Linked DNA regions of Xenopus tropicalis: region 2 is linked to region 1. The links are chromatin contacts, called in public Hi-C maps. All regions are on one chromosome and are shown on one strand. Each heading gives the region's core, a stretch centred on a gene start, on an enhancer-like site or on the middle of the called end of the contact. The rest is flanking DNA. Distances are from core to core; before and after follow the strand shown.

The links. A called contact is a pair of places that touch in the nucleus more often than the background predicts.
Region 2: a contact with region 1 is called in a Hi-C map of neurula embryo, with 2.0 times the contacts expected there. The contact joins the enhancer-like site here to the promoter of nkx3-3 in region 1. A contact is called at or near these places in 4 of 5 Hi-C or Micro-C datasets (brain, gastrula embryo, neurula embryo and 1 more).

The regions. Positions count from the first base shown.
Region 1 is chr7:35,296,703-35,299,585 of UCB_Xtro_10.0, forward strand. nkx3-3 (homeobox protein zampogna) reads left to right here and starts at 1,399. Exons shown (of 2, transcript XM_002937181.5): 1 at 1,399-1,842; 2 at 2,838-2,883. The coding sequence starts at 1,551.
Region 2 is chr7:35,353,091-35,355,973 of UCB_Xtro_10.0, forward strand. No RefSeq gene overlaps it. Among named protein-coding and RNA genes, the nearest start is that of slc25a28, 13 kb to the right of the region's middle. Within about 2 kb of position 1,446, at least 2 of the 11 cell types and tissues checked have an H3K27ac peak or open chromatin away from gene starts, as enhancers often do. A contact at or near this core is called in neurula embryo, where this site is marked.

The sequences.
Region 1 (2,883 bases), core at 149-2,648:
CTTTTCCAAATCCATGCTCAGTGAAAGTTAAACAGAAACGGCATCTTGCACACAAATCAAGTTTGCCCATGCACAGAATATTGTGGGATTTACATAGAGTCTGTGTGAGCTGGGTTACATGGCTCCAATAGATCCCAGAAGCTACCCATGCATACTGAATGCAGTGCCATAACTTTGGGAATAAAATGTCTTTTGTATCTCTAAAGTAAAGCTGGCCAATAGTCAGATCTCTATTAGGCCCCCTATACTACTATATACTGTGAGCACCATATGACTGTGTAGCACTGGGGGGCACAACATGTAATGCCTATTACCAATACAGGCCAGGAAATACCACCTGTGTCCCCACAGCTGCCCCTTATCCCTATAAATAAGGAAGCTGTTACACAAAAAAACACATCCAGGTTTGCTTTAAATAAAAGTAAAATAGTTTAAATGCAAGATGTGCTGTAGGAATGTAGAAGGCCCTATATATACGCCTCTTCCATGTATTCATTTTATTTTTGTTTCTCTGTTTCCATGATTTTTTGTAACGTACCAAAATTATTGCGCAGGAGACTTTCATCCCTCCTACAGTACCAGCTGTGCACAAATATGGGGCCTAATACCTTCCATTAAGCACCGTCCCCAGGGCCGCCGCTCCCTATAAGCAGAGTACTCAGTCTGCATAGGGCACCAACTCCCAGGGTGGCACCATCCCAAAAAAAAAACATTTTTATATATTATAACATACCCCCCAACACTGTCCCGCCGGTTTTTATAGCGCATCCCGCTGTCCCAGATAGTTCAATCAATCTATGGGGGCTATTGGGGGCACTTACTATGGGGGCATTTTCTATGGGGGCAATTGGGGGCACTGTGTGTGTGGGGCCCCTATAGTAGGTGTTTTTTTTTATTATTTTATTTTTACTTCCGTAATATTTGGGGGAGGGGGCACAAAAGTAAATTTCTGCTTAGGGCACCCATTTGGCCAGCAGCGGCCCTGACTGTCCCGCTCACATTTTGAGCATTATATAATATTTATATCCCGGTATTATTTACAATGAATTGATATTTAAAACTATACAAATCCCAAAAGCTTGTTTGCGCCGCATTACTATAACAGAATACTTCGCAAGGCCATTGCGCGCAGGCTGAAAACATCTGCGTAAAGGTGCCCAACAGAAATCCACAGTGCTTATATAAAACACTATTTATACTATTGATTGGGCCCTAAATCTCATGCGGTTGCTATTTACTAGCCCATCTCCCAGTTGTACTAAGCCCCGCTGCCCAGGCCACCCCAGGGTGCAGACATATTAGCGCTCACACAAGGGAAAGTGCCGCTCGGGTGTTTGTGCCCAATGGGAGCTTAGTTGTGAAGTGTCCCAATAGCAGGGCGGGAGTAGGTGTGAGAGTGCCGGGCAGGGAGAGGGGTGCCTGGGTGCCGGTGGGTGTCAGTGCTAGCCCCGCCCACTTGGTGAGGCAGGAGAAAGATAACGTGGTGCCTGCCCTGTTCCTCTCACAGTAGCGCCCAGCTTCTCTCCGGGCTTGGGATACTATGCGCTAACATGTCTCTCACTGGGGTCTCACCGCTCACCTCCTTCTCCATACAGGACATCCTTGCGCGGACTTGTAGGGACAGCAATGGGGGCAATGAGGGCAATGGGGGCAATGGGGACAATACTGGCAAAGCCAAGAGAACGGACGAGAAAAGCTCCACTCCGCCGCACTCTCCCAGCGCTGAGGGGCACAATGACTGGCCGCAGGCGGATAACCCGCCACTGACACCGGAGAAAGAGAAAACGGACACGGACTCAGGGACAGAGGACTCCACTTGGGAGCCAGAAGCAGCCAGCACCGGTGTGTGCCAGCCCCAACCCATATACTCTATCCCTGCATCTGTATCTGTCTCTAGCCAGCCATCTATTTAGCCTTCTGTTTATATCTTTGTCTACATATTCGTTTGTATCTAAGCATCTATTCATCCTTCTGTTGATATAGTTGTATCCATATCTGTCTGTATCTAAGCATCTATTCATCATTCTGCCTAGATCTTTGTATCCATTTGTCTGTATCTAAGCATCTATTCATCCACTTCTGTCTGTGAGTCTATTTGCACCTATGACTATCTGTCCTTTCATACATGTGGCAATTCATATCCTTTATAAATTGATGACATATACCACAACACTTTACAGAGATTATACATCATTCACATCAGTCCCTGCACCAGTGGAGCTGACAGTCTAAGGTCCCTATGACATTCACACACACTAGTGGTTTCATCTATCTATCTATCTATCTATCTATCTATTTATCTATCATCTATCTATCTATCATCTATCTATCTATCTATCTATCATCTATCTAATCTATCTGTCTATCTATCCGATTGTTTTCTTTGCCTGTCAGGGTGTATAATGGTAGTAGTTGCAGCAGTTTTAGGGGGAGTTACAAGGTATTGCTGTGTATTTATGGTATCAGAACACATATTCCCAAGAATATTTATTTGGGATATAGTAGAGCTCTACTGTTAGTAGGATCACTTAGATTAGAATGAAAGGAAAGAGAAAGAAAGCAAGGACCCTATAAAAAAGTGTAGAGAAAGTTTATGTCACATCCTAGCATTTGCTATAGGACAGGGGGTGTCTGGAATATCAGGCTGGTGATAATGTTGTCTGTAAAACCAGCATTTGGTTAGTTGTACCTATAGATTCACTACTTCATAGCATTAGTTATATTTTCTGTAACCAAGAGGGTTGGTTCCTACTCAACCTTTGTATGTTAGAGTTAATTTAATAGTACCTATAGAAATATGCTGGTACAGCTATATATAATTCCATTTTGCCTTGCAGGTGCTTATACAGATCCTTCCTCCGGGGACTTGCTAGGAGACAGCCC
Region 2 (2,883 bases), core at 196-2,695, 56 kb after region 1:
GCAAATGTGCAGCTTGAAAAAGAGGGAAGTAGCTGCCCAGAACCTGCCTGCCACTCTCAGTATGAATAACTGTTGGATCCCTACTAGTTCTTTCCCAACCCTGCCAGCTGCCTTGCTACCAAAAAGCTAGCTTAAACGGACTGCATTTTTCACCCAGGAAGATGTAATTAGGAATTCTACTGGAGAGGTGGGCACAATGGTGAGTTGCAAGCCTAGACTGAAAATAGGGACAAAAGAACCCAAGACCCAAAGGGCACCTACAATATGTATATGTACAAAACATGCAACGTTTCTGTCAATTTTCAGTGGCACTGGCTGCAAAATAACTTACCTCATTTGGGATATACATGGTAACTGTCTGACATATACTGTTTATAAACATTACCACTGCTTTTTTTGTTCTTTATAGAAAAGGTACTTGCATACCCCAGCTTTCAAGAACTATGGCAGATTTTCATTATAAGTATACTACCATGCAAAGGGCTGTTCTTTTAAATCAATGAATTCCATTAAAAGCAACAATCCTTTACAAGCTGAAGGTTAAAAATGTACTGACACTGTTGATTGTTGTTTCTAACGGTTATTAGAGCAAGGGAAATATTTGCCCAGGTTAATACTTCTTAAACCTACCAAACATATCCCTGGATCTGGATATAAATGCATGTATTTTCTATAAGGTTACTGGGTCATTTGAAAATAAAAGCTATTTCAGGTAAATCTAATGCAGTCAGTCCTAGGTTTGTCCTAGTATTTTCCATATGATCTGGTAACATTATTTCATGTCAGTGTATCCACCACCTTTGCTATATGATGCTATATTTGTCATGTAGAGTGATAAGTGATTCTGTCCCATTTTGCTTCGGTCAAACATTTGTGACATGACAGTCATAAAACTCATTGAAGTCAATTGGTGTTTTTTGCGCAATATTTTTTTTTAGTGTGACTTTTTTACCGCTCAACTCTATTTTCTTGCAGCTAAACCTGGCAATAATTTTTGCTCATTACTAGTAGTGTTCTGATTACATTAATATTCCTATTTATCATTTTGTGATACTGGGCCATGGCAGTAGGTGGCAGTATTACAATATTATCTGCTGTATTTGCACGTTATGCATTCTATGTAAGAGAGTAATATTTCAAGAAACAGTACCAACTAGCAAGTTACAGAAACTGACCTCTGTCCCTCATTTGTTTTAAACATTGCCTTTCTGTGACATGTTTCCGTGGCACTTATTAATTTATTTCATAGTATCCCTGCTACAAGGGGGCATCAATTCATCTTGTGATTTCAGCCTTGCATAAGCTTCCATTTTTTACATTTAGAAGCCCACAGAGATTCTTACTGCCTTCCAAAAGCTGCCCTGCTGTGTAGCAATGCCCTTACATGCAGCCAGCATGGGACATGACAACATGATAAATAGGTTTGGGGCTTCATTGAAACTACGAGGCATAGCTGTTTAGAAAGTGAACCAAAAATCACTGGCTCTTTGATTGACAGGTCAAAGGAATACACCCCCCACACTAATCTAAACAGGAAGTGCCCAATACAAAAGTGATCTTAATGAGGCATAATGCATACATGTTGCCTGTTAAATACAATGGCACTCTCCAGTTTTAATGTAAAAGGTTTTCTTTGAAGAAAACTTCACATTTGCTATCTAGAATATACAGTGGTGTAACTAAATGTTACTGGGCTCCAAAGCATAGTTAAAATTACCTATTCTACCAAGATATATCGAAATTGCCCACACTGGGGCCCCCTGCTTCCTCTTCAGTTACACCCGACTGATAGTAATTGAGAGATAGATAGATATATATATATATCTCAAAGTACTGCACTCATAGGGCTTTAAAGTGTTTTGCCTCATTTGCTTGTTCCTGAGGAAGGTCATTGTTGCTGACCAAAACGCTGGTCTAATTTAATAACGTATACTTATTTTGAAGCCCTGTAAGCACATTACTGTTTAGTATAACCTAATATTTACAGAACCCTCTCGAATCTTGAGATATATATTTTGCTACTTACTTTATGAATAGCATATTAAACCTTCCAACAGCTTTACGTACTACAAATGCACTAAGCTAGCTAAAATTGACTGCTGTGGAACAAGGATGTTTGTGCAGGAGCACCCTCTCCTGGGTGTTAATGTAATTATCAAGCAGACTCTGCCATTAGATGCTACTATATTAGGCAGGGGTGAATTAAAATATTTAAGTTGCTTGCTGTGGGCCTTGATTTGCCGAAGTTTCCTCTCAAGGCAAATTCGACAAATCGCAGCGCCGCCTATGCCATCCCACCGGCGATTTACATTCTAGCCGGAGGAGTGGCATTGCAGGGAGATTAGTCGCCCGTGACAACGGAGATTTGTTGCAGCACGACTAATCTCCATGTGTACCCCTGCCCTAAATCTTAGGAAAAATATTGCCCCAGTTTTCCAAATTCTCTATTGCTGTGTTATTTTATTTCTCATAATCTTGCCACTCTGGCAAGCAAATATATGCTATAATTAATATTTGGCATCATTATGAAAATCATTTTGCCTCGAGTTCAGAAAGGAATCAAAACATGTGGCGCTGTTGTCAGAAAGCACTGGAATTGGTACTGAAAAAATGCATCAGCGTCTTTAGGGATTTCCTCAACTGGACACCTTTCCTATGATGAAACCCCTTCATTCTGTCTCAGTGGATAATATTCTCACCTAACCCCCTTCTATGGATGTCTATCTGAACTTTGCAGATCTTTTGTTGTTAAAATCTCAGAACTCAAGACCCAATCGAAGTGGCACATTATCAGGAGGTTGGAGATTCCTTTCTGATGCATTCTATTTGAGTTTCCCCATGATTTATTCTAATTTATTAGAAATGTTGCGTGATCTGAAGATT